Regions from separate parts of the Mus musculus genome. Here regions 1, 2, 3 and 5 are each linked to region 4. Evidence: chromatin contacts called from public ChIA-PET, Hi-C, Micro-C and promoter capture Hi-C data. All regions are on one chromosome and are shown on one strand. The core of a region is the stretch at or near the end of the contact, and the rest is flanking DNA. Distances in the headings are between cores, read along the strand shown.

The links. Promoter capture Hi-C pulls out the DNA fragments that hold promoters and counts their contacts. Hi-C and Micro-C count contacts between places; a contact is called where the count stands out from the background. ChIA-PET counts read pairs in DNA pulled down with a chosen protein or histone mark.
Region 1: a Hi-C map of the HPC-7 cell line shows a contact between it and region 4, with 2.5 times the contacts expected there. The contact joins the enhancer-like site here to the promoter of Ift88 in region 4. A contact is called at or near these places in 2 of 39 promoter capture datasets (HPC-7-derived erythroid cells and hippocampal neurons), 2 of 484 Hi-C or Micro-C datasets (the G1E-ER4 cell line and the HPC-7 cell line) and 2 of 9 other capture datasets (adipose tissue and pancreatic islet).
Region 2: an RNA polymerase II ChIA-PET map of memory CD8 T cells shows a contact between it and region 4, with 8 read pairs. The contact joins the promoter of Zdhhc20 here to the promoter of Ift88 in region 4. A contact is called at or near these places in 1 of 484 Hi-C or Micro-C datasets (CD4 T cells), 1 of 115 datasets of contacts at active chromatin or transcription factors (memory CD8 T cells) and 2 of 9 other capture datasets (adipose tissue and pancreatic islet).
Region 3: a contact with region 4 is called in a promoter capture Hi-C map of liver, with 6 times the contacts expected there. The contact joins the promoter of Gja3 here to the promoter of Ift88 in region 4. A contact is called at or near these places in 5 of 39 promoter capture datasets (cranial neural crest, embryonic stem cells, hippocampal neurons and 2 more), 1 of 484 Hi-C or Micro-C datasets (embryonic stem cells), 1 of 115 datasets of contacts at active chromatin or transcription factors (stem cell-derived neural progenitor cells) and 2 of 9 other capture datasets (adipose tissue and pancreatic islet).
Region 5: a contact with region 4 is called in a Micro-C map of embryonic stem cells, with 3 times the contacts expected there. The contact joins the promoter of Lats2 here to the promoter of Ift88 in region 4. A contact is called at or near these places in 2 of 39 promoter capture datasets (hippocampal neurons and liver) and 2 of 484 Hi-C or Micro-C datasets (embryonic stem cells and nephron progenitors).

Annotation. Positions count from the first base shown.
Region 1 is chr14:57,909,251-57,912,736 of GRCm38.p6, forward strand. No RefSeq gene overlaps it. Among named protein-coding and RNA genes, the nearest start is that of Zdhhc20, 21 kb to the left of the region's middle. Within about 2 kb of position 1,426, at least 286 of the 459 cell types and tissues checked have an H3K27ac peak or open chromatin away from gene starts, as enhancers often do. A contact at or near this core is called in the G1E-ER4 cell line, the HPC-7 cell line, adipose tissue and 1 more, where this site is marked.
Region 2 is chr14:57,888,614-57,891,733 of GRCm38.p6, forward strand. It overlaps Zdhhc20 (zinc finger, DHHC domain containing 20), which reads right to left and starts at 1,723. Exons shown (of 13, transcript NM_029492.5): 1 at 1,450-1,723. The coding sequence starts at 1,567.
Region 3 is chr14:57,055,839-57,058,981 of GRCm38.p6, forward strand. Gja3 (gap junction protein, alpha 3) reads right to left here and starts at 1,885. Exons shown (of 2, transcript NM_001271623.1): 1 at 1,689-1,885.
Region 4 is chr14:57,422,045-57,425,437 of GRCm38.p6, forward strand. Ift88 (intraflagellar transport 88) reads left to right here and starts at 2,027. Exons shown (of 26, transcript NM_009376.2): 1 at 2,027-2,143.
Region 5 is chr14:57,744,580-57,747,996 of GRCm38.p6, forward strand. It overlaps Lats2 (large tumor suppressor 2), which reads right to left and starts at 1,544. Exons shown (of 8, transcript NM_015771.2): 1 at 1,311-1,544. Gm52140 reads left to right here. Exons shown (of 3, transcript XM_030248241.1): 2 at 716-1,759. The coding sequence ends at 1,733.

The sequences.
Region 1 (3,486 bases), core at 176-2,675, 490 kb after region 4:
TTAAAGAAAAAGAAGTGTTTGAAATAGGTATTAGGGAATTTTAACCAGAGAGAGCACTGGAGTAACACAGAGAAATCCCTGCTGGAAGCAACTATCATGTTCACGGCCTGAGCATAAAGGCAAGAGGTTGGAGTTATTGTAGTCTAGAGGCTTGAAGGAACAGTCAGTCCTACGCGATTAGGAAAGGATGCCCAGAGGAAAAGGCTAGTGGGGCTTCGGAGAGCACAAACAATGGAGTTGGTTCTAGGCTTGCCAAAAAAAAAAAAAAAAAAAAAAAAAAAAAAAAAAAGCAGCCAGAGACTGGTACTGCAGGGATGATGCAGGGATGCAGGCCGAGACTGGAGATATCACAGGGCTTGTTTTCCAACCCCAGGCTTGAAGCCTCCCTTGTACTGCTCACTGTGGGCAGAGGTCAGGATGCTGCCAGCCAGCAGGTAAAGGCAACCAGCATCCCCAGGTCGCTGCCTAGCATCATAGAGCCCAGTGTGTATGGAAAAAGGAGGCTGGAACAGTGAGACAATCCCTTTTCCATCTGCAGGATCCTGCAACTTAATTTATACACTGTCTTAATTAGGGTTTCTATTGCTGCAATGAAACACCATGACCAAAAGCAAGCTGGGGAGGAAAGGGTTTATTCAGCTTATACTTCCACACTGCTGTTCGTCACCAAAGGATGTCAGGTTTGGAACTCAGACAGGGCAGGAACCTGGAGGCAGGAGCTGATGCAGAGGCCATGGAGGGTTCTGCTTACTGACTTCTCAGTCTGCTTTCTTATAGAACCCAGGATCACCTGCCCAGGGACAGCACCACACACATGGGCCTGATACTCCTCCATGATCATTAATTGACAAAACACCCTTAAAGCTGGATCTTAAGGAGGCATTTTCTCAATTGCGGCTCCCTTCTTTCAGGTGACTCAAGCTTGTGTCAAGTTAACAGAAGACTAGCCCAGCATACCCTCTCACACTTGAAGTGGTCGCCAAGAATTCAATCATATAATCTACTTATCCCTCTTCATGGTGCTGGATATTTATGTGATTTCCAGATTTTAGTCTCTGAAATGATGCTGTAATGATAGTTGATAAAATTATGACTCAATATATTTGAGGAGAAAATAGTCATAGTTTGTCTTTTTCTGGGCCTTAGAATTAGTGTTTTTCTCACCATCAAATACTTCTCACAAATCCTCTGCAAACCCGAATGCTGTAAGCAAAAAAACGTCATCTCTCACTTCACTCTCGTGGAAGGAGGATCGATTCCACCAAAACAAAGGCACACCGCCATCAGAAAAGCTCTGGTGGTGAAGACTCGGAAGGAACTGCCCCGGGCTTCATTTCCTTCCTCTTCAAATACAGCCCGTCGCCAACCAGCGGGCAGCAGGCGCAGTCTTCTGAATACTCACCAGGGCGTGGCAGTTCATGCTGCCTGCAGTGTTTTCTTTCAGACTGGCCTTTGAGACAGTCCTTGCCTTGCTCCTACCTTCTTCCGTGCGGGTGCCTGGGCATGGTTTTGGGATGCAAGGGCGCCATCTTGTGGGACTTTCGTGTTGAATTCTATTTCTTTGAAAGCGTCCGCACTGAGACTGCGATCACTTTTCTCTTTTTGTCTCAATTATCCTACGGTGCTGACGAGGTTGTACTGTGTCACGCTCTCTCTCTTTTTTTTTCGAGACAGGGTTTCTCTGTATAGCCCTGGCTGTCCTGGAACCCACTCTGCAGACCAGGCTGGCCTCGAACTCAGAAATCCGCCAGAGTGCTGGAATTAAAGGCGTGCGCCACCAACGCCCGGCTGAGGTTGTACTGTCAATTTGAACTCCACATTTTGAGAACATGTATTCTTTCTTATGATGATTCTTAATGTGCCTACATTAAAAAGTAATTTAAATTAAGATTTTATTTATGTATTTATTTTTACTTATTTATGGGTGCGAGGGCCATGTGGAGATTACAAGGCAACTTTTGGGAGTCAAGTTCTTTCTTTCCAATATGTGGGTCCCGAGGACTGAAATCAGGTCATCAGCCTTGACAGCAAGTGCCTTTAGTCACTGAACTATCTCATAGGCTCTTGAAGTTTTATTTATTGGAGACAGGGTTTCTTTATGTAGCCCTGGCTGTCTTGGAGCTCTCTATGTAGGCCAGGATGGCCTTGAACTCAAAGAGATCCATAGTGCACATGTATGTGGCAGTCAGAGGACAACTTGTAGGACCGTATTCTATCCTCCCACCAGGTGGGTTCCAGGGCTTGAACTCAGATGGTCAGGCTTGGTGGCAAGCACCTTTATCTGCTGGGCCACGTCAGTAGCTCTAGTTGCTGATTTACATAAACTGTGGTCGGTCTAGGTCTCACCCCCTGCGTCTTCAGCTTACTACATGGACTTATATTCCTGCTGTTCAGTTCTAACTCAGTGCCATCTTCCTTGGCACAATTTATTTCTTTAGTGGTGGACACTGGTGCAGGCAGTCCTGACAGGAAGCCCTTGGAGCCACCCTCTGACCGTTAGCATGTTTCTCTGGGGACATTTGGCCAGGAGGCAGGCTTGCTCTAAGTTTCCTTAAGATTGTCAGTGTGTAGCCAGCAGACACAGGGATCTTGTTTCCTGAGTCCATGCTAACACTCCTAGATCACATCCTACTTTTTGCCAATCTGGTAAGTATGGGTTGGTGTCTTGTCTTAATTTGTATACTGCTCAGAGCTTTCTTGGGGACTCAGGCCAATCTTTGTGCTCTCTCCCCTCTCAAGGTGAATGCAGTCATCAGCTGCTTCTTCCCTCTTCTCCCTCCTTCTGCTCCTCCCCTCCTTCTGCTCCTCCCCTCCTTCTGCTCCTTCCCCTCTTTCTGTCCCTCCCCCTCCTTCTGCTCCTCCCCTCCTTCTGCTCCTCCCCCTCCTTCTGCTCCTCCCCCTCCTTCTGCTCCTCCCCTCCTTCTGCTCCTCCCCTCCTTCTGCTCCTTCCCCTCTTTCTGTCCCTCCCCCTCCTTCTGCTCCTCCCCTCCTTCTGCTCCTCCCCCTCCTTCTGCTCCTCCCCTCCTTCTGCTCCTCCCCCTCTTTCTGCTCCTCCCCCTCCTTCTACTCCTCCCCTCCTTCTGCTCCTCCCCTCCTTCTGCTCCTTCCCCTCCTTCTGCTCCTCCCCCTCCTTCTGCTCCTCCCCCTTCTTCTGCTCCTCCCCTCCTTCTGCTCCTCCCCTCCTTCTGCTCCTCCCCCTCCTTCTGCTCCTCCCCTCCTTCTGCTCCTCCCCTCCTTCTGCTCCTCCCTCTCCTTCTGCTCTTTCCCCTCCTTCTGCTCCTCCCCTCCTTCTGCTCCTCCCCCTCCTTTTGCTCCTCCCGTTTCTATCCCCCCCCACCATTCCCTCTGCTTCTCCTTGTTTCTCCCCTCCCTTTTCCTTTCCCACATAGAATCTCACTTTTGCCCAGGTGTGCCTCAAACCCTTGAACACAAGTGTATCTTCCCCCCAGCTTCCCACATAGCTGGAGTTATAGAAGCCTCTGACTG
Region 2 (3,120 bases), core at 473-2,972, 470 kb after region 4:
CTACAAAGTGAGTTCCAGGACAACCAGGGCTATACAGAGAAACCCTGTCTCAAAAAAAAAAAAAATCTGTAAAAATAAAAACCTGCAGAAGCTCAGCTACTTCAGGGTCTTCTATGAACAGAACTTGAGTTTTTAAACAAGTACTTGGTTTGGAGCTCGCCAAATCCAAAGCCACAATTGAGGTCTAGGCTCTACCATTTTTGAGTGATTTATTTATTATTATACGTAAGTTCACCGTAGCTGACTTCAGACGAACCAAAAGAGGGTGTCAGATCTCTTTATGGGTGGTTGTGAGCCACCATGTGGTTGCTGGGATTTGAACTCAGGACCTTCGAAAGAGCAATCAGTTCCCTTACCCGCTGAGCCATCTCACCAGCCCGATTTTTTTTTTTTTTCATTCTTGTATTTACCCCGTATGTTTTTCCCCAAAGAAAATCTGTCCTTCAGATAACCGAGGGCTCTGTCTGAAAATTAAAACCACATCACTTCTGGGAAACCAAGGGACTGCTTTTTCTTAGGGTTTTATTTAATAATGCTGACGGGAGACGAACACAGTAAAGAGCCAGTAGGTATAGAACGCACACTCAAAGCTTACAGGCAATTATTTAGTATCACTGACATAGTAATGGCCTAGGGTGTTAATGACAATGAACCAATCGGCTAAGTCATGTAAGTATAATGCAACGCTATTCCTTTATCCCAGGAAATCAGGTAAGAACCATACGGTAAAAAAAATTAAATAAGAAAAATAGCAAAAGTAAAACTAAACCAAAGCCCTAAAACTAAAGGTATAAGCAATACAAACCTACAAAGTAAACAGGCAAAAAAAAAAAGTCATTGAGCTTGCACCTCTCTTGTTCAATTCCTTGTGCCTCAAAACAACATTTTGTGTAAATCCAGCACTGAGACCCCCAGATGAATATTAAAAAGGGTCAAATACAGCTCAGACCAGGGGCTGAGCCCACACTGCAGACCCGGGAGACACACCTCCCTCCCAGGCCCCCAGGCTGCTTTCAGCTTACGCGCTTCTTCTCGCGCAGTTTGGGGAGCAACAATCTGGGAGGAAAAGATTTCTTTGTGCGTGTGTGCGTGTGTTTTAGCCAAACTGACCTCACAAGCCGTCTCAGAAGGGGTTCTCTAGTTCAAAAGGAAAGGCCTTTGTGAGCATTCCGTCACAGAAGGGTGGGAGCCCCAAGGCGACTGCAGCCACCCGGAAGCTTGGAGCGTGGGCGGCGCGCAGGCCCGAACTCGGGACCCCTCGAGCAGCGAGCCGTGGGCAGAAACCCACGGACAGGGGCCCCCACCGCCGGAGAAGCGCGGGCCGGAACCCTCGGACGTGGAACCCACGGGCTGGGGAAGCGCAGGCCGCCCCGCGGAATCAGAACGCGGCGCCGAGGCCTCGGCCTGCCACCCGCGGCCCGGCCCGCCGCCCGCGCCTCCCGTACTCACTCACGCACAGCTCCACCACGTACGCGTAGTAGGACCAGACGACCACAAAGGTGATGAAGAGCACCGGAACCCAGCCCACCACGCGTTGGCAGCAGCGCCAGAGTGTCCAGGGCGCCATGTTCCTCTGCTGACTGCCGGGTCCCGCTGCCCACGATTCTGTAGGACCACAAGACCCCAGCGGCCCTGTCGCCAGCTTCCCCGCCCCCGAGGCTCCGCCGCCGCAAGCAGTGGCGAAGGGCGACGCCACAACTCCGCCCCTCCCTGCGCCTGGCCCGGGTCCGCCCCTGACCCCGCCCTCGGGCCCGCCTCCGGGCCCGCCTCTCATCCCGCTGCGAGCTGTGAAGGGCGACGCTGCAACTCCGCCCCTCCCGGCGCCTGGACCGGGTCCGCCCCTGCCCCGCATCCTGCCGCTCCGCCCCTAGTCCCGCGCCTGGCAATCCCCGTAGGGGGTGGGGCTACCCGGCCGAAGGAGGCGGGGCCTGAAGTTGGGGCGGGGCTTCTGCTCAGGCCCGCCCATGGGATTTGGGGGTGCCTTGGTGGAAAAGAGAGGAGAGTGCTAAGGATGTGTAGGAGGCCATCTAGGACTGGGTGACGAGAGGGATGGGGATGCGCAAGGGGAGAGGAATGAATTCTTAGCTGCCCTGTGTGCCTTGGGTGGCACTCTGTATAACACTCTTCCCCTAGGTCTTTCAGGACCCATACAAGTCGGGTTCCCTATTACATAAGGCTGTGCATCACTCAAGCGTGCAAGCAAGAAAAATATTATATATACTTAAATATAAGACTCCTGTGACTATAATGTGTCTCCAATGAAGAATCCCCTGGGATAATTTGGTCCACGTATCGCTCTCTCCACCATGTTTTGTTTGAATTGGTAGGAGCCTGAGATTTAAGGTGGAAGCCATATACAACAGGTCAGTTTGATTTGGAGTCCACATTTAAGGTTACACCATGAAAGCAGAATATAGAAACAGCCCTTTCCTGGAGTGGGATTTTCAAATATTTACAGCTGGAGATTGCTAAGTAATGACTGCAATCTTAGAATCTAGAAGCCTTGCTGTGAAACATCATAATGTACAATCATTAGGAATAATTTCATACATTCTTTTAAAACACAGTACATTCATTTATTTACATTCTATGTGCGGATGTGCATGGACCACTGCTCATGAGGATGTGTGGCCCAGGGGTTGTCTGAGGACAAATGAAAAGTTTTTAAGTTTGGTTTGGGTTGGTTTGGGTTTTGGCCCTGGGCATAGTGGCACATGCCTTTAATTCCACACACTCAGGAGGAAGAGGACAGTGGAACTCTGTGAGTTTGAGGTCAGCTAAAACAGACTATTTACTAAAGTCTCCAAGAAGAAGGTAACTGCTATTATAGTATGATAAAGACTTAGTAAAATGAGTATTAATATTTAGTCACCATACACTACTGTTACATTAAAGTAACATGTATACAATAAGAAAATTGCAACATGCCCTAAAGATGACATTAGGACCCAGAAGTGCACACCTTTAATACCAGCACTTGGGAGAGAGAGGCAGGTAGATTTCTAAGTTCAAGGCCAGCCTGGTCTACAAAGTGAGTTCCAGGACACCCAGAGCTACACAGAGAAACCCTGTCTAGAGAAAAAAAAAAAAAAAAAAAAGCAAACATATTCTGACTTCAAA
Region 3 (3,143 bases), core at 635-3,134, 370 kb before region 4:
ACACTCAACAAGACTGTGGTCCTTGCCTCTGGAGACTTGTTTGCAGGCCGTGGAAGAGGCAGGCATGGGGAAAATGGATAGATGCAATATAGACCCTGGTTGCCTAGTCCTGGAGCCCCACAGAAGGATGGGTGGACAGACACAAGTGAGTCCAGCCACCAGCTGAGTTTGTCTGGGTTTCTTCACATCCAGATCCTAGGACCAGGCTTTCTGCACAAGTGAAAGGCTTCCTGGGGGCCCTTCAATCCTCTGAATGTCCTCACACACACTGGCAAGTTACCAATGTGTATGTTTATTAATGTTCATGGGACTGTGACATGGTGGAGTTCTTAAGGCTGTGTGTCCTAGGTACTGTTAGACATGCTTTCAAGCAATGCAGGATGTAGTCCCAGTTTCTACATACGTCAGGCTGGCTGCAAGGAAGTTCCAAACCCATCATATGTCATTCAGCTATGAAAAATGAACAGAAAACCCTAAAATTTTAGTGCTGTTCAGAAAAAAAAATTGGTTAAAATTCTTTCCTTATCGACAAAGAGTCAACTTTTGTTTCCTGCCATTTTAAAGTCCGACCACTTCCAGCCACGTGCTGGTCAGCAAACTGCACTGTCTGTCCCCGTGGGACCGTTTTGTAAACTGCTTCACACTACAGGGCAAAGCATTGCCCTGTTTGATGCTTATCTCAACAGAGGCCAAACTGCTGAGCCAGGAGACTTTGTGCCAAGTTAGCTCTTTACTTTGAACACAACTGATATTTAGAAAAGCCCCTCCCTTACTCCAGTTTAATCTTTCCATGTTTGTCTTGCAATATATTTCACGGCACGACAGAAGGGCAGTGTGTGAAGTGATGCACAGATTACAGATCGTCATAGTTTTGAATTCCAAGAGAGAGCCTGTGCACAATTCACTTCCTGGCTGTTTTACACAGCCGCTGTTAAGTGGCACGTTTTGGAGGCGTCGTGATAAAAGGAAAACTGGAGAGCTGAAGCCCTTTTCACATTATTCAGGTACCAAGACGGCTGATCAAGAGAGTGAATTCTAGTTACCTGTGTAAAGAGTGGACAGAAAGCAAACAGCTGCCCGCCACTGGAATTTAATGTCACTACAAGTCTCTTAATGAAAAGATTATTGTAGAAGGCAGCTAAGGGCGCTCTTCCAAACATGTACAGTCTTTACTCGTGTGCACCGCCACACACGTACAGATCAAGAAGCTGGGTCGTGGTACTAACAACTAAAGTATTTAAGAAGAAAATAAACTTCTAAAAGTTTTTTTTTCTGAGAAAAGTGGGCCCTCCTTGTTTCTTTCCAATCAAACACTACAAATGTACCCCGCCACTTGCAGGCCACTTGCAGGTTAAAATGACCTTAGGATCCCTGCTGTTTGGGGATAGGGACTGGTTGCTTTCCCCAACCCAAGGGCAAACCATCTCGACCCAGCTTTGACCGTCCATTAAAGAGAGCAGGCGCTCCGCCCAGGTCTTTAGGAGTCTAGAAGAACAGTAATCTTTCCCAAAGTTTCCCAAGGCTCAGCTCCCCAGCCCTACTGCACCCCACAACAATCCAAAGAATCACGAAAGCCTCCCAAGATCGGGGAGCAACAGGGCCTTGCCCAGGGGTGACAGCGCCGCGTCCCGCCACCCCTGGTGCTGTCGGGTCCCCAATATGGCCCTGGAACTCCCAGTTTGCCTTACCCCGCTCGGCCGCGGCGGCACCGGCGCTCCTCGCCCAGTCGGGCTCGGCCTGCTCTGTAAAGGAGGCTCCCTCTTTACTCGTGCGGTGCCCCTTCTTCCCACGAGCGCCCCGCGCTAGGGCCGGGCCTCTCCGCCCCGGCCGCCATCCCCACCACCGCGGTACGCACCGCACTTGGCGCCCCACGCCGCTGCCCTGTCGCCCCGCCACGCCCTCGCCACCTCCCACTCTGCCAGCCACGCCTCCCCGCATCCCACAGGCCACGCCCCTGCGCCCCTCACCGGGTCCCGTCTGGGGAAGCTGGCACCTGCCCCCTCCTCGCGCGCCCACATCCTCGGGCGCCACCTGCACCCCAGTGCGCACCACGCGCGCTCCTCGTCCGGGCTCTCTCAGCTCCGCCGATCCGCCGCAGGTGTCGGATGGGGTTCCCGGCCGCAGACACCCGAGGGCCGGGTCCTATAGGGCAGGAGTGGACAGCCGGGGCGGGAGCAAGGCACAACCGACTGCCAGAGCGGCCTGGGCGCTGCGCGCGTGGGCGTCGGGAGGGCGCCTCGGTCGCGCCCGGGTGTCGCCGCCTGGGGATGCAGACTTGTTCCTCGGGCGAGTCCCAGCCGGAATCCTGTCTCACCCTGTCGGATAGAGACGCCCCCGCGGGCAACAAGCTATAAATAGCGGCCGCCAGCCTGCTTCCAGGCGGACACAAATTAGCCGACAGCTCCACGGATTCTAATTTTTTTAAATTAACTTGTTCCAAGGCGCTTGAAACTTGGCATGGCCTGAAGTGTTGGGGAAGATGTCCCTGCGGGCAAGTTGTTCCAGACGGTCTTGGGGATGGGATGGCAGAGTGTGGTCCGGTTAGCTTGTCCGCATCGGGGTGAGGCTTTTAATGTGTCTAACCCTCGGAGTTTCTCTGAGAGTCATAAGACACCGACACCGAGAGGGACAGAATCTTGGCCTTGTCCATTTCCTCTGGCTTCCTAGGGTCTAACAGGACTTGAACAGCAGCTAATCATTAGTAAATAATAATTCACTGAATGTTGGTGGCAGTTTTAGAAGGGATCCCCAAAGTCCCTTTATGAGTGATGGATTTATTTTAGGAATAAGGGAAAATGTGCATTTCTGGTTGTTTTACAGTCCCCCTAAAGACCTATTGCTTCATTAAAAAGTTTGGCTCTATTTGGGTTTGCAATCCGCTGACTTTGAAGAATTCAGTCGTTCTGTTCGAGTCTGAATTTAAGCGTATTCCAACGAGAAAGAAAACAAAGCTTATGAAGAGACGTGAAGCCGGTCTCCTGCAGGACTTGGTAACACATGGATACAGTTTTGTTTTATTTCGTTTTGTCTCTTAGACAGGGTCTCCGGGAGCGGGACCTGGTCTCAACCGGAACCTCCTGCAGACATCCCAGGGCCGTGATGGCAGCCTGCACTGCACACCTGCCTAGGTTCTTTTGAAATCC
Region 4 (3,393 bases), core at 777-3,276:
CTTGTTCTGTAGCAGGCTGGCCTTGAACTAAGAGATCTCCTTGCCTCTGTCTCCTGGGATTAAAGGTGTGTACCAACATGTCTAGGCCTAAGCTTTTTATGATCACTATTCCTCAAGATCCAGACCAAAATACTGTGTCATCCCAGGCCAAGATTCAGATCAAAAGCCTGTGTCTTCAGCTTCAAGATCTGGATCACAGATGTACCCTCCATCTCTGGATTGTAGTTCATTCCAGAAATAGTCAAGTTGACAATCACAGATAGCCATCACATGCATTTTGATGGTATTTACCCACCCTCATTACTATCTCTTGTCTTTTTTGCCGTTCTACATCCCCCTATTCCAAAAATACATCTTGCTCACTCACTCACAATCTTACAAACTATCTTTTCTTAGGAATTACTGAATCCCCAGTGTGTATCTCTAGATGGGCATCTTTTTCTGAGCTTTAATGATTATGATGATGCTGGAATCCAAATTAGGGCCTTGAACACGGCAAGCAAATGTTCTAACACTAAGTTACATTCCCAGCCCTCTCCTCTGAGCTTTATATTGTTATATACAATTGCTTACTCAGTATCTCTTCTTGCACATTCTTTAGGCATCTGACACCTGATGTGTTCTCCCTCAAACCTGTTTTTCCTTTAGTGTTCTTCATGTTCACACATGGAACTCTTTCACTCCATACCCACTTCATGGGACTCAGGCTTGTCTGCTACCCATCCCACTTTATATGTAACTAATTACATATGTTGACAGTTTATTTGATAATTAGTGTGGGAACAAATAAGAAAATATGTTGCCTGATGAACCTTTATTTTAACAAAAACATAATGTCTTCTTCTCAGACAAGGACTGGGTACCCTGAATGTACAGTCATTTAAAAAAAAAAAAAGTTCAGTGCTGGACAATGGTGGCACACACCTTTAATCCCAGCACCAAGGAGTTTGAGGCTAGGCTGGTGTACAGAGAGCTCCAGGACATCCAGGGCTACACAGAGAAACCCCGTCTCAAAAGACAAGCAAACAAACAAACAAAAAAAAAAAAAGAAAAAAGAAAAAAGAAAAAGAAAAAGATTGACTCTAGTATTTATCTTTCTTTTTTGAAGTGCAGTAACTTGTGATTCCAGTATTTTTTCTTTCTATATTGAAGTGCAGTAACTTAAAATATCCCCATGATGTTCACTAATTAACGTAACAACTACTTATTGACACACAGTTGCCAGATACTGTCAGTTACTGTACGATATACCCCACTTGCAAGGTAACCTTCTGAATGCTGATACAACACACCTGGATCAGAGATAAAGAGGTTTAGTCTTCAAAACACACCAAGTAGCCCGAACCTGACCAATCTAATAGTTTGTCCCCTACATCTGTCCCCACCCCCATCCGTGGGAGGCTAAGGTGGATGTTACATATTCAATGACTTTCTGACACAACTGAACAATAAAGGTTAGTAAACTTCAGTTTTTTTATAACGGGCTTCAAGTCAACATGCCCAACATTTGCTCCGGAAAGAAATATTATTTTGTCTTTAAGACAGGGTGTCCCCTGCTGGTCTTGTACTCCTGAGCGTCATCTCTACTCCCATTGCAGATGTGCGTCATCATAGCTGGCATTACATTACCTTTACTTTTTAATTTTCAGATTAAATTTATTTAGAGAGAACCCAGACAGGATTAATATGACAAATTTATGGGACGACGCGTACAATTCTACGCAATGTTCCACAGAAAACAGTCTTCCAAGGTTCCCAAGCCGCGTAGTGGCTCTGGGACACATTCTATTCATCCGGGCCATCTTGCTCTGGTCTCCAGCTTTGGGGATGGCTGCCTCGGGGTTCACTCGACCTTGGTTTCCTTCTTGTGATTACTCCTACACCTGTAGCATCTCCTGGACCACCATAAACATTGGGCCAGCCTCGAGAATCACTCCGCTGTTGGCGGACCACAGGTCCCAGCAGCCCTGCACTTCCGGTCACGAGCTTCCGGCCTCGCCCACGCGGCGCGGAGGCCTGTGGGAGCGGCTTCCTTGGAGTCGCGCCTGGCAACGGCTGGGCGTCCCGCTCTGGCCTGCCTAGGATCAGGCGTCGCTTCTTCCCTCGGCCCACTCGTGGTCAGCCCGCTCCTCCTCGGCGCGAGGTAGGAGAAGCGCCCGGCCCCTCGCGGCCACCCTCCCTGCTGCCCTCTCCCTGCCCCGTGCGTGAGCGGCGGCGGGGTCGCGAGGGCAGGCGGGCTGGCGGCGCCCAAGCCCGGCTCCTGGCGACTGCGCTTCCGTAGCCAACACTTGGATGGTGCTCCTCTCAGGGGGTGGACTTCCCGCTCCACCCGGCACGGCTACCCGGGCTAATGTCACACGGCTTGGCGATGCCATGGCAGCAGTGAAACTTTTAGAGTTTCACAGTAGGTTACAGCGAACATTTCTAATACTTGCATCCGGTGAAGCTTTGATTACCTAGTAATCGGGAGTAAAAGCAAAAGTACAGAAAAGAATGAATAAATCACAGTCTTATAAAGATAAAAACATATCTTCTGGGAATTGATTCTAGGACACCCAGTTTCCCTGGATACCAAAGTTCCCAGGTGCTCTTTCACATATATACGATGGTATATTTGTATTGTATATAAGCCATTTTCCCATTTTTGTTATCTTAGACTGTTTATTGCTCTATAATTAATTGTTATGCCTAATTGTTCAGGGAATAATGAAAAGCACGCTCGGGAGGCTGGGGGCGGGGGGGGGGGGGGGGAGCCTGTGCATGTTCAGTTCAGATAAAAAATTTCTCCCAAATGTTTTCAGTTTCTAGTTGGTTGAATCTAAGGATGCACAGACAAAAGATATCTGACTACTGTTTTCCCAAAAGCCTAAAATTCCACTTTTCCTTTTTATCTTCAACTCTGGTTGGTAACTTTGGAGAAACTACAATAGGCATTTTGAGTGTGAACTGTATCAAGGTAGAAGTATATAAAAAGGACTTTGCCATGTAAAATAGTTTCACTGGCAATATTGAAGTGACAGCATCCCAAATTATTTTTGAACCACCTTGGAGAATATAGAAATACTGAGTTGTATTATTTCTTAGCCATTCATAGTTGTTAGTAAAGGATAATTCATTTACTATTTCCTAGCCTTGCTTTCTACATCTTTAAAATTTTGTGTATTCCACTATTGGTCTGTCTCCCAGGTGTGTGTGTGTGTAAATCTGGTTAAAAGCCAGAAGAAAGGTCTAGTTCTAAAAGCTGATTGTTTCAATACCTTATGAATAAACGAAAGTGAGATCAGAAGAGTTTGTAAGGAGGGAGCTTTTGAGTATATGATTTGAAAGTGTGATCGATGGAGCAGCAGCTTCAGCATCCATCCCTTGGGAACCTATTGATCAACATTCTGGGGC
Region 5 (3,417 bases), core at 294-2,793, 320 kb after region 4:
GTGTGGATTTACCAGCTCCAACCTCCATTCTACTCTCCAGTGGGTTTTAAGGGCCTAGGGCAGGCTATTTACAACACAGCATTTAAAATAACAAGGCATTTTATTGTAAACGTGTTCCCCGCCCATCATTGAAAGTCCCTCCCACCACTGAAAGTCCCTCCCACCAAGGCCGTGATTTCTCGAAGGAAAGAAATAACCCACAGCTCCAATTTACATTTATACTATTCCAACTAGATGGCGAAGCTGAAAAACTCTCAGTTCAAAACTTCGGATTCTGTAATTCTGTATAGCAGCCTCTGTTGGTACCATATGAAGCTGACATTTTGAAGTGTGGTAAAAGTTAAGCAATTTCAAAGGAACCATGGTGAATTCGTTCAACAGCGTTTTCTATACCTGGATAACCAAAATTTTACGAGAGGCTGAATACTGTAATGTATTGTTAACTATAGTTAAGTTAAAAACAGGCTTTCTAAGCAGCGTCTGCATTCCTATGCTGGAAGATTTTTTTTTTTTTGTTAGCGCCTTATTACAACAGTTGCTAAAAGGGGAGAAAAGAAAAATCACAAAAAGTAGCCTTGTCTCCAGATTTAGCACTCAAAACTGGTGAGCATCATTTACTGACCTAACCTGGGGTTAAACTAAAAATATGGAGCAAGACTTGGTACAAATTCCCTAATAAGCGGCTACATTACGGGCAAGCAGGGGAAATTTAAAGGCGTGAAAAGTCCTCGCTCAAACTTTTTTGTCAACAAAATCTGCACGTCCAGTTCTCTCCCGCTCACACTCACAGGCATAAGTTTTCACCCGGCCGCCTCCTGCACGCCGCTGGTGGCCGAAGTCGCCCGGGCGAGACCCGGGCCACGCAGGCGAGGCTCGTGCGTGACCAGCGCTACGGACTCAGGCCGTGGAGTCGCGGCGGAGGCCGGCCCGGGAGAAGTCGGCTCAAAAGAGACGTTACGCAACCGCCCCGCACCGACCGCCGGACGGCGCAGCCGGGGACGGGACACCGGACACCGGGCGGGCACCGCGCCGCCGAGGGCCAGAGGTGCAGCGCGCAAGGCCGCGAGCGCGCGTGGTGGACGGCGCGGCGCACGGAGGCCCAGGCTGGGCGGGGTCGGCGCCGCGGGACGCGGGGTCTGGGCCTCCGGACGCCGCCGCGCGAGCACAACAAAGCCGCCCCGCCGCCGCCACCCGCTGCTCCGCACCCGCCCGGGACCCAGCGGACGGGTTGTCCCTGTCCCGCAGGGCAGCTCGCCCGTGGGACCGGGCGGAGCCCTGTCCCGACAAACTTCCCGGCCGCGGCCCCTCACCTCCGGGAGCGCTCTACACCCTCGGCGGCGTCCTGGCCCGCGGCTCCGGGACCTCGCGCGCCGGGAGACCGGGCGCCGGTGGCGGCAGTGGTTGCTGACCCCGGAGGGTCGGGGGAGCCCGGGGAAGCGGCGGCGGCGCTGGCGGCGGCGGCTCCATCTTCCCGGGGCGCTCACGCCGCGGTTCCGAAGCGCAGACCCGAGCGGGACATTCGCTACATTGTTGGCATTCCACGGGCGTCACGTGACCCCTCCTCCCGCGTCACTCCCGGCCGCATACCAGCCCGGGCGGGGCGCCCGCGGCCTTGCTACCCGCCGCCCGCTCCGCCCCACGGGCCGCTTCCTGCGCCGCCTGGCTGGGCGGCCACCTGCCCTGCGCTGGGCTCGCGTCGGAAGCCCCCAGCCCGGGAGCGCCGGTTTCCCTAAACGCCTCGTACCAGTGGGTGAGAAAAGTAAGTTCACAGGCCCCGGTGCCAGCCACGGAAAGTGCAGCCGGCTGCTGAGACCCGGGCATCAAATAATAAACCGGGACGCCTGACAGCCTGGGCTTAACCGGACGCAGGCTAACCAGCTCCCTCCCTGGGCACGTTTTAGGAAAGTGCCTTATGGTTTTATAAAACACATCAGTATTGCACGAACCAGCCGAGGAGACTGGCGTTTACACTTCGGCCACTCCTTTATCCTCCATTTGGGGATTTGGTCCAGGGACAGACGCTGAGAAATAACAGCGTGGAAGCAAAGTCTTTCGTTTACTATTGGCTGTCTAACGTCACACTCCCCACCAACTTACGATCTGTGGTAAGTGATGGTGGGGACTAATAGTCTTAAAAGTCAACCAGACTTCCTCTTTAATTAGCAAACGTGACATTTGAAGTTTCAATTCCGGAAGAAATTCACAAGAGTGAAGATCATTTGTACCAGTTTTTATTTTTGTCCTCGGGAAGGAAGTCGAGCCCCCTCTCCTGTGCCAAATTCAGGCTGTCTTGTCAGAAGAACCCTTGTCAGGACTGTTTTAACTGCCTCAACAGACTTTAGTCCTGGACTGCCCCTCACCACCACCACCCCCACCCCCACCCCCACCCCCACCTCTCTAATTCCCTTAAGGCTTCTTCCAGAGATTCTCATTTCTTTGTCCTTTGAACTTTAATAATTAAGCCTCTTGCAGATTAGCCTCATTTTCTTTAGTCAGCCTGACCCTGTGTGCTACACTGACATCTTGCACCGTGATGAGAAACCAATGCATCAAGTAATATTCTGTAAAAGAGGAGTCTAGCACTCACCTGGGAACTTCCTCCCCCATCTCCCCAAGCGCACTGGCAACCTTCACTGTGTGTTAAAAGTTCCTATCTCTTGCTCTAAGAAATGTTAGGGAAGCCGGTTAGTGATGCACACCTATAATCCCAGCTCTCAGGAAAGCAGGTGATCTCTGAGTTCAAGGTCAATCTGGTTACAGAGAGAATTCCGGGACAACCATGGCTACACAGAGAAACCCGGTAGAGGGGGAAAGTAGGGGTGCAGAGGGAGGGAGGGATGGAGGAAGGGAGAGAGAGACAGAGAGACAGAGACACCAGTGCCAAGGGATCCAATGCCTTGTTCTGTGGGTAAATGCACACACACATGTGCATATGCTTAGCACAGACACACACATAAATAAAAATAAATCTTTTTTTTAAAAGAACAAAAATAACTTTCTTTTTGTCAAACAGTGGTGGCGCATGTCTTTAATCCCAGTACTGAGGAGGCAGAGGCTGGCTGACCTCAGAGTTCGAGGCCAGCCTGGTCTACTGAGTTAATTCTAGGACAGCCAGGGCTACACAGAGAAACCCTGTCCAAAAACAACGAAACAAACAAATAAGCAAGAACTCTTTGCAACAGCACTATTTATAATAGTGAAAAGCCAAGGACAGCTGGACAGCAGGAGCAGAGAGAGAGAAGCTAAGTAAAGAGGCCGGCTTTATTTCTGCCAAAGGACAAATGATTACAGACAGAATTCAGAACCAATGTGGGGTGAACAAAAGCAAACTGCAGAACTGTACATATGTCATGACACCATCTCCATAAATAAACACAGGCTTTGGACTCTGTACTCACCTCTCTTACATACCACAAC